3 separate regions of the Zea mays genome follow, and all the other regions are linked to region 2. A link is a contact called in public Hi-C data. All regions are on one chromosome and are shown on one strand. Each heading gives the region's core, a stretch centred on a gene start, on an enhancer-like site or on the middle of the called end of the contact. The rest is flanking DNA. Distances are from core to core; before and after follow the strand shown. Region 1 holds the start of LOC100280678. Region 2 holds the start of LOC100217045. Region 3 holds the start of LOC100381528 (oxidative stress 3).

Region 1 (2,700 bases), core at 159-2,658, 330 kb before region 2:
TCTATTTTGAATCTCTTTAGCAAGTATTTGGTGTATTTGTCTTGGCGGATAAAGTTACCTTCATTTACTTGATTTGAAAGCTAAAGAAAGAAAGTAAGCTCGATGATCATCGACATCTCGAACTCTTTTGACATCAACTCACCAAACTCCTTACAATGACCTTCATTTATCGAGCCAAAGATTTAATTGCCAACATAAACTTGATAGAACTTGAGGGATTTTGACCAACGTTGTGATTCCTCGAGGGATTTTGACAAGGGTGTGTGAAAGCAAGAGAAGATCATTCTCCTTGTGTTATTGAGCACTTGATGAAGCCCTAGTCATTTAGTGCGTTAATTAATTAATTAATTAATTAATCATAGAGCTTAACTCCTAGAAAACTAAATGTTGCCCAGGATAGGATAAAAGGAGTGGGTCGAAAAAAACTCCACAGCCTTTATGATGACGTCGGAATGGCCGCTTCCAATACACCTGCATCCAAGGCAATGATTGATCATATCGAAGGCAGAGAGCTAGGGGAAGCACCCGAAGGTCTCAAGAGAATGCATGACTGCCAATAATGAATGTTGGACAACATAGAACTGTAGAGCAGCTAGGCCGGCACCATCAGCAACTCGAGGAACTTGATAGCTGCAGGAGGTAACGATGGCCTCGCACTCGCTGATAAACAAAGTACGATGTTATGTTCATTAGTTCATACATGAATATGATAATTTCTCTCGACTCTAGCACACACTTGGGGCCGAAACTCTAAAGTTGGGCCGGTGTGCGAGAGCAGGCCGGGCCTGATATTCTTGGGCTTGAGGCTGTCTGCCTTGAGTCGGGGCGCTGCTAACGGTCATCTATTTCACGCTCCATCCATATGCAGGGGCCGGGGGGGGGGGGGGGGGGGGGGGACGGTTACCGCGGGCGGAAATGTCCGTACTCCGTAGGCTCCCTCCCGAGTCAGCTGATGCAAATTTTATTTTAAGGTGCACGGAAGTATATGCTCTCTTTAGTACCAGGATAAATATATATGTCCAGGTGCCTTGCCTCTTCTCAGGGGCATGGCTGCTGGATCCACAAGAGTAGTGATGCAGCTGTGTACGTGTGGGTGTCCCGTACTGCGCAGCAGACCACGCCGTACAGCAGCGCAGCTCGAAACCTCACCGGCCCAGCCGCAAAAGCGCCCGGTGGCCCGCCCCATTTCCTTCGCCGAGAGGCCGCGACGTGGCGAGCAACATGCAGCACGGGCCTCCACGCCTCTCCACGTAGTCGCCCCGCGCCAAACCACCTCCCCACGACGCCACGCCAGCCTCCGATAGCTCGGCAACCAACAGAGCCCTCAATACCGCCCATGCCGGTTGCCGGATACGATACCGCCCCAGCCCAACCCCTATAAAACCCCGCGCCACCAACCCTACGGTTGTTATATCTCCTCAAGGCACGTTCACCACAGTCCTCTCTTTCCCCGGCACCACCACCACCCAGGCTAACCGGACTGGACCGAGTGTTGAACAACACTGAGGGCGAGGCAGATAGAGCGACGGCAGGCATGGTGAGCCGTGAAAATTTGCACCTGGTGCTGGACCCGGCGTCTCTGGGCGCGCCGTGGGCCGACCCGTCCGCCGCAGAGATCCCGCCGCAGCTCCTCGCCGCGCTGGGAGAGTACCTCTCCTCCACCCGCGCCGAGGGCGGCGACGTCGCGACGGAGGCGGACGACGAGTTCATGATGCACGAGTTCAAGGTGCGGCGGTGCGCGCGCGCGCGGAGCCACGACTGGACGGCGTGCCCCTACGCGCACCCGGGGGAGGCCGCGCGGCGGCGGGACCCGCGCCGCGTGGCCTACGCGGGGGAGCCGTGCCCGGACTTCCGGCGCCGCCCGGGCGCGGGCGCCGCGTGCCCGCGCGGGGCCGCCTGCCCGCTCGCGCACGGCACCTTCGAGCTGTGGCTCCACCCGTCCCGCTACCGCACGCGCCCCTGCCGCGCGGGCGCTGCCTGCCGCCGCCGCGTCTGCTTCTTCGCGCACGCCGCGGCCGAGCTCCGCGCCGGCGCCGGCGCCGGCGCCGGCGCCGCCAAGGACGGCTGCTCGCCGCTCGCGCTGTCGCTCTCGCCCAAGTCGACGCTGGCGCCGCCCTGGGAGTCGCCGCCGGTGTCGCCGGTGGAGGGCCGGAGGTGGGTCGACGAGCCGGCGGACGCCGAGGTGGAGGAGCTGTTGCTCGCGATGCGGGAGCTCGGATTCAGGAAGGCCAAGGCGTCGTCGTCGGCGCCGGTCCTGCCTGCGGCTGCGGTCACGGAGGACGACGGGCCGGACTTGGGATGGGTGTCGGAGCTGGTGATGTAGGCGTCCAAGATGTGGTGGATGCCGATCTGCGATCTCCTTCGCTCGCTGCTGCCGGCGTCGTCAACGGAACAGCTTCGTTAAGCAATATTGATCGTACCATTTTCTTTCATGAATTTGCATCATTCTTCTTGTGGATATAAACCAAACCTGGTGCAACTATTAATACTGCAATCTGTAAGCGTGGCGTGCTGCTGTACATGGTTCTCGTTCGTTCGATCATTACTACCAGTGTATATACAAAGTGTAGTTGCCTTCGCTGTCAGTACACTGCTGCCTTCTGGAATCGGTGTTCAGCTAATCTGCAATTAATCGGTGTTCAGTCGTGGAAGTACGTGTGTTCCATTCATCCGATCACTGCAGGGGGATTGGTCTTGGAT
Region 2 (2,785 bases), core at 224-2,723:
GCAATTCCCACTTGGGCAGTTATAGGAGATGAGTTGAGCCTCGTTATCATCCAGTCCTGCAATATGGAGCCCAACACGATAAGTATTAATGGTTCGTTTGGACCCTAGGAGCTAAAACAAAAGTAATTAAAGTTTAGACACTTAGAAGCTAACGATCTAAACAAAAAGAACTAAAAGTGACTAAAATAGTAAAAATGTATCAATTTAGTTACTTTTAACTATCCTTGTTTGGATCTTTAGCTCCAAAGGGACTAAATTGTAGTCACTTTTATTTTAGCTCATAGAATCTGACAGTCCCTGAGAGTGTATTTGGGTGAGTTGTGGTCTTTGAAAAAAGTGGTTGTGGGATATGAGTTGTAGGTTATAGAAAAATAATGGTAAGTTATGAGCTATGTGGAAGTTGAAATCCGTTTAATTTAACATCAGTGTCTTTTAAAAAAACTATTGTCATTTATCTCAATGACAAGCAGACTTTGTGTGTCTACCTCATCTTCTTTCTTCGAATGGATCTATGGCCAAGGTCGTGCTTGCCTACTAGTAGATCCACACTCGCCTGTATGATGTTCTAGGTTGTTTAGTCATGATCACGGTGAAGTTTGAGGACGCCATCGTAATGAACTAACAAAAAAATCTATCACACTCATACATGATTTTGACTACACTTAGTTTCCAAAATTGTTCGCTTTAGATTAAAACTAGTTATTCAGATTACCGCAAAGAGATAAAATATTGTAGAATCAGTAGAATCGATACGAATTAAAGCTAAGTGAATCAATACAAAGTTCACGTGAAAAAAATGAGTACGCGCACTACCGGTCCGCAACTTAAACAGGTACCTCATGTCGCCTAATCATAAACTGCATTATTTTAGTCCTTGTTAAAGGTATGCCGTACCGTCCATATACTGACAAAGTGCACTATTTTTATACTTGTCAAGATGTGTCACATTGATCCTCTGGACAAACGGATCTGACGTCATGCTGATGACATACTAAATATATACTGATATGGATCCAAACGGGTGTCGGCAATGGTCATCTAAACTTAAAATTAGTTTTTGAATCTTATCATTGTAAAATATAGTAGAAAAACATATTTAAAATTTATTCTTCACATAATAAAATTAATCAAACCAAGATAAAAAGCAGCACACCTAGAAAATCAATTTCATAAAGTTGTAAAAAATAGTATAATTAAATTGCAAATAACTTAATAAGATGTAAAAATATATAATTTATAAAATATCTCGTTTCTTAGTTAAGTCATTGCTAATTTAACTAAATAAAATTTCTTTATAATTTTTCAAACCAAATTTCCTATAGGTTTTACTTTTATTCTTTCATCAGGCCCACGTCTTCACGGCCCAATCATCACTCGTCCTATCCTGGCAGCCCGATTCTGTGGCCCGCCCCCTCTCAGTAAAACAAATCGCGGCCTAGCTGTCCTCCGCGGCTCCGCCACAGTGTCCATCCGCTGCGGCGCAGTCCCATGCGCGGCGTCCACTCGCCGGCGGCCCAACTTCTCAAGCCTTCACTCCTACGCGCGCTTCGCCTTCCCCTCTCCTGGAAGGGAGACGGCCATTCTCACCCGTGCTCCGGATTTGTGGTAGTTCAACTTCAACCGTGTGTAATCACCCCCCCCCCCCCCCCCCCCCGAGCATTTGTGTGATTATTTCTTCGAGATTCCAGTGCTAAGTTGCATTTGCGTCCACGCTGATCTACAGTAAACTGAGCAGGTGACGGACGTATTGCTCGGAGTTTGGGGACCAGTCAATTATGGAGGTTACTGGAGGCCCCGGTCCAAGAATCTTGTGTTGCCTGTACAGTGTAGCCATCGCTGCCGCTTTGCCCCCAAATATGGATGCCACTGGAGAGAATGTGCTGTGTGCCTTCACATCAACCAAGGAATCAAGATATCTAAAGAGGTAGTGTATTCACTCGACACACACTGTCAATACCAACACGACAAGATTGCCCAACTTGGGTATTCGTTTGCATTTTGTTGATGAATTCATTTTGCATTTTTTTTCCAGTTAAATAGACCATCGAGGTAGCCTTTCAATGCCACTAGAAGCACGTCACGTGCATCGCTGAATAGATTCTCAACTTGTGTCGTGTGCTATGCAGCTCCTTTTGGTGATGCTTGGACATGGACGGTCTGAGTTCTTACTAAGCGATACAATTGCATGATACAATACTACTTGTCTGCGGAACATACACCATTTCTTAGTATGGCTGCAGATTCAATTAGGCTTTAGGATTGAAATCTTAGTCTCAAAAGGCAATTCAACAATATATACGAAAAAAACAAGGATCTCCCAAAGGCAAAATAGATTGGAAATTTTTTCCATATTAGAGTGTGGTGCCAATCCAATCTTCAACTGTAAAAATCTTATGTCACACAATCGCACTAAGTGATGTTGTTTAAGCTACAGAAAGTTGCATTTGTGGTTATGAACCTGCTATGAAGGGCATGCTGCTGGTAGAAGCCATTGCTAATTTGCTATAGATAGAGTGATAGACTTACTCGTTACACGTACACATGAGGATATGTATGCCATGTCTATGGTGCTTCAGGCCACGGTCAGAGAATCTCATCATATGACAGTGGTCCAGCATCTATGATATCCTGCTCATTGGATGCAACAAAAAAAAAACCTTTTAGTCCCAAGCAAGTTAGGGTAGGCTATCCTGCTCAATGGGTGCAACAAGTAAAATCTTATATGAAGTGTGTAACACTTAACACTTCAATAAAGCCATCCAAGTAAACCATTCTCTTACAATTT
Region 3 (2,700 bases), core at 9-2,508, 310 kb before region 2:
TTGGAGTCCGAAAAATTCAAAAAATGAAAAAAAAAATCACAAATTTGATCATCAATCTCTATAAATACCCCTACTAAAGACCATCGATCTCTCTGGAGCTCTTTCCACACACTATTTCATTATGTTATACGATTTCTGAGCGAGCGCTGAAATAAACTTGTGTGAATTCTAAAAAAACTGAGCTATATAGCCTTCTATGGTCTGTACACTGAATCAAAGTTGAGTTGAGAGCTTATGTGGTAGGTGCGGGAGAGGATTCGGTTAATGGTCACTCCAAAGGAAGGAAACAGTCGATCATTATTTTCTGCCAGGACTGCAGTGCTTCGTATTTACCCAAACAGCAGTTTGTTTTGCCGAGCAGCAACAGTGCAGAACGGTCAATTATGTTGTGAGTGAGTCCCTCTAGTGCTCTACAGGTACTCCGATAGCAGAGCAAGCAACAGTTCACACCACCTCGTAAAATTCTCACAGTCAAGTCAAGTCAAGCCCGTGAAGGAAATCCCGCAGAACAAGAGTAGAGAAGTAAAAAAAAAAAAGAGAGAACGAAAAAACAGTTGCAGTGCTCTCGTCGTCTGCCTACAGGCTACAGCCTCACTGGTGGTACCCGTTCTGAATTGGGGCCGTGGGCCGTCCTGAACCCGTTGGCGGCGGCGAGGCCGAGGTCGGCGCAGGAGCTGGAGGCGGGCTTCTTGGCCACATCATCCCTCCCAGTCCCAGTCCCAGCGCGCCGTAGCTCTTGTTGGTCCTGTGCTTGTAGGGGCTGCCCTTCTTGCGCAGGTCCTCCAGGCAGCGCACCTCCGACATGCACGCGAACGACTGCGACTTGCCCTCGTAGTACCGCGATAGCCCTTTCCTGCAAGCCAGCCAGCCAGGTCCCCGATTCATGAGCAAAAATACCGTGAGGCGTGAGAAGACAGACCATGGGTGCAGGCGCGCGCGCACTTACTTGGCTGGGAGCTGCTGCGACACCATGGACGCCATGTCGTAGATGCTGTCCGAGTTCATCCTCCGCAGCGGCGGCACGAACGCGCGGCGCTCCTGGTCGCACGAGCCCTCGCCGCCGGAGACGGACGGCGCCGTCTCGAACAGCTCCTCGTCCCCCTCCTCGCGGTCCGCCGCGCCTCCAAGCCGGTAGCTCATGTCGCTCTGCTCTGCAGCGGCAAAGCCTCGCTCCGTCTCGCTCTCGCTAGCGGCTCACCCGAACAACCCAGGAGAAACGCTTCTCCCTCTCGGTCTCTTCCGCTTCGCTTCCTTGGGCTCCCTCTGCGCGTCGGCCTCCGCGGTGCGCGCTTTTATATAACTCCCGGCGCCACGCCGCGGCGAGATAACGCGCCCCGCGCCTGCCCTCCCCGCCCGCTTTCTCTCCGTCGGTCCATTGACGGATTGACCAACGCAAAAACCATCTGTCCATCTCGCGTCGCGAGCGAGTAACGTGCGAAATTCGGTGCGGAAACCATTTGTTTTTGCAGCGGTTCGTGGTCGTGCCCTCGCATCTCCCCGCCTGTGGCACTGTGCCGAGTGCCGTCGCGTCCATGGCACATCGGGTCCTGCGACCCACGCCGACACGTGGGGTGTAAATCTGCGTTAATAAAGGCGTGTTGGCTCGGGCTGGCCACTGCGGCGCTGCCACGCATGGCTTTCGCTCCGGAATCTGTTCTCCGATCTTATCCTCATCTCACTCCGGGTCCCGCGCGCACGAGGCCAGGTTTGGTTCGCAATCGCACCGGGTGGGGGTGCTGGCCGGTGGCCGCCAATCTCCGGGTCCGAACGCTCGGACTCGACCGGTCCGAAAGCGTGAACTCTGGTTTTGTTTAGATTATATCGTATATAAAATAATTTGAAATTTCTAACGATAAAAAACTTTTGTATCCGTAGTGTCTTGTGTACTGGTCTGGGTTACAACCGAAAATCTTTACGACCAAGCGTTTCGGGACAATCGAACCAAAACAGCCTATAGGAACTAGCTGGCTTATGGCTGGAGTAAATGGATAGCTTATAAGGAATTATTAAGATAAACTTCATTGGTATAAAAAGCGTGAAATCAAATACTTCTAAATACTTCTCCATCCAAAAATATAATATAATTTGTTTTAGACTAAAGATACATTCATTAATTAACCGGGGTCATGTGCTACTTCCAGATGGTAGATTGCCGCATCAGCTTGAAACTCACCTCCTTCTGTTTTTTTTTTTTTTTTTGCTTGAATCTGAGGGTTTTTTTTCTACGGTGTCATTATGTTCAGAATCATATTCAGAACTTACATCAAAACTAATGTTATACTCCAGGTTCGATTCGATTATGTGCATTGCGCTTGGGTTGAAACACAGGAGAGGTTTCGCTCTCAGGGATGTGTGCTTATGTGTACTACGTGGCGTCTGATTTGCTAACTTGCGGCGAGACTAGATACATATGTTTTTCCGTTTCAAGAAAAGGTGCTCCCCAAGTCAGGATTGATCGGTTCGCTCTCAATTCATATAAATTAAGTGGGATTGAGGCCTTGTTCGGTTAGAATAGATTGAGCAGGATTGAAGAGATTTAATCTATTTTTATACAAATTTGTATATGAGGGGATTTAATCCTCCTCAATCCACTTTAAACCGAACAAGATATGAGTGTGTTTAAATACCAAGCAAGTCAAACTTCTTATGGCTTGTTCGTCTTACTCTCAATCCATATGTATTGGGTGGGATTGAATGAGT

What was found. A called contact is a pair of places that touch in the nucleus more often than the background predicts.
Region 1: a contact with region 2 is called in a Hi-C map of ear, with 2.2 times the contacts expected there. The contact joins the promoter of LOC100280678 here to the promoter of LOC100217045 in region 2. A contact is called at or near these places in 2 of 25 Hi-C or Micro-C datasets (ear and tassel).
Region 3: a contact with region 2 is called in a Hi-C map of ear, with 2.4 times the contacts expected there. The contact joins the promoter of LOC100381528 here to the promoter of LOC100217045 in region 2. A contact is called at or near these places in 2 of 25 Hi-C or Micro-C datasets (ear and tassel).

What each region holds. Positions count from the first base shown.
Region 1 is chr8:127,994,431-127,997,130 of Zm-B73-REFERENCE-NAM-5.0, reverse strand. It overlaps LOC100280678, which reads left to right and starts at 1,408. Exons shown (of 1, transcript NM_001159256.2): 1 at 1,408-2,464. The coding sequence starts at 1,535. The coding sequence ends at 2,323.
Region 2 is chr8:127,668,251-127,671,035 of Zm-B73-REFERENCE-NAM-5.0, reverse strand. It overlaps LOC100217045, which reads left to right and starts at 1,473. Exons shown (of 7, transcript NM_001143417.1): 1 at 1,473-1,626; 2 at 1,724-1,924. LOC118473137 reads left to right here and starts at 1,436. Exons shown (of 3, transcript XM_035961798.1): 1 at 1,436-1,605; 2 at 1,736-1,924. The coding sequence starts at 1,489.
Region 3 is chr8:127,975,402-127,978,101 of Zm-B73-REFERENCE-NAM-5.0, reverse strand. LOC100381528 (oxidative stress 3) reads right to left here and starts at 1,258. Exons shown (of 2, transcript NM_001174357.1): 1 at 947-1,258; 2 at 353-853. The coding sequence starts at 1,140. The coding sequence ends at 592.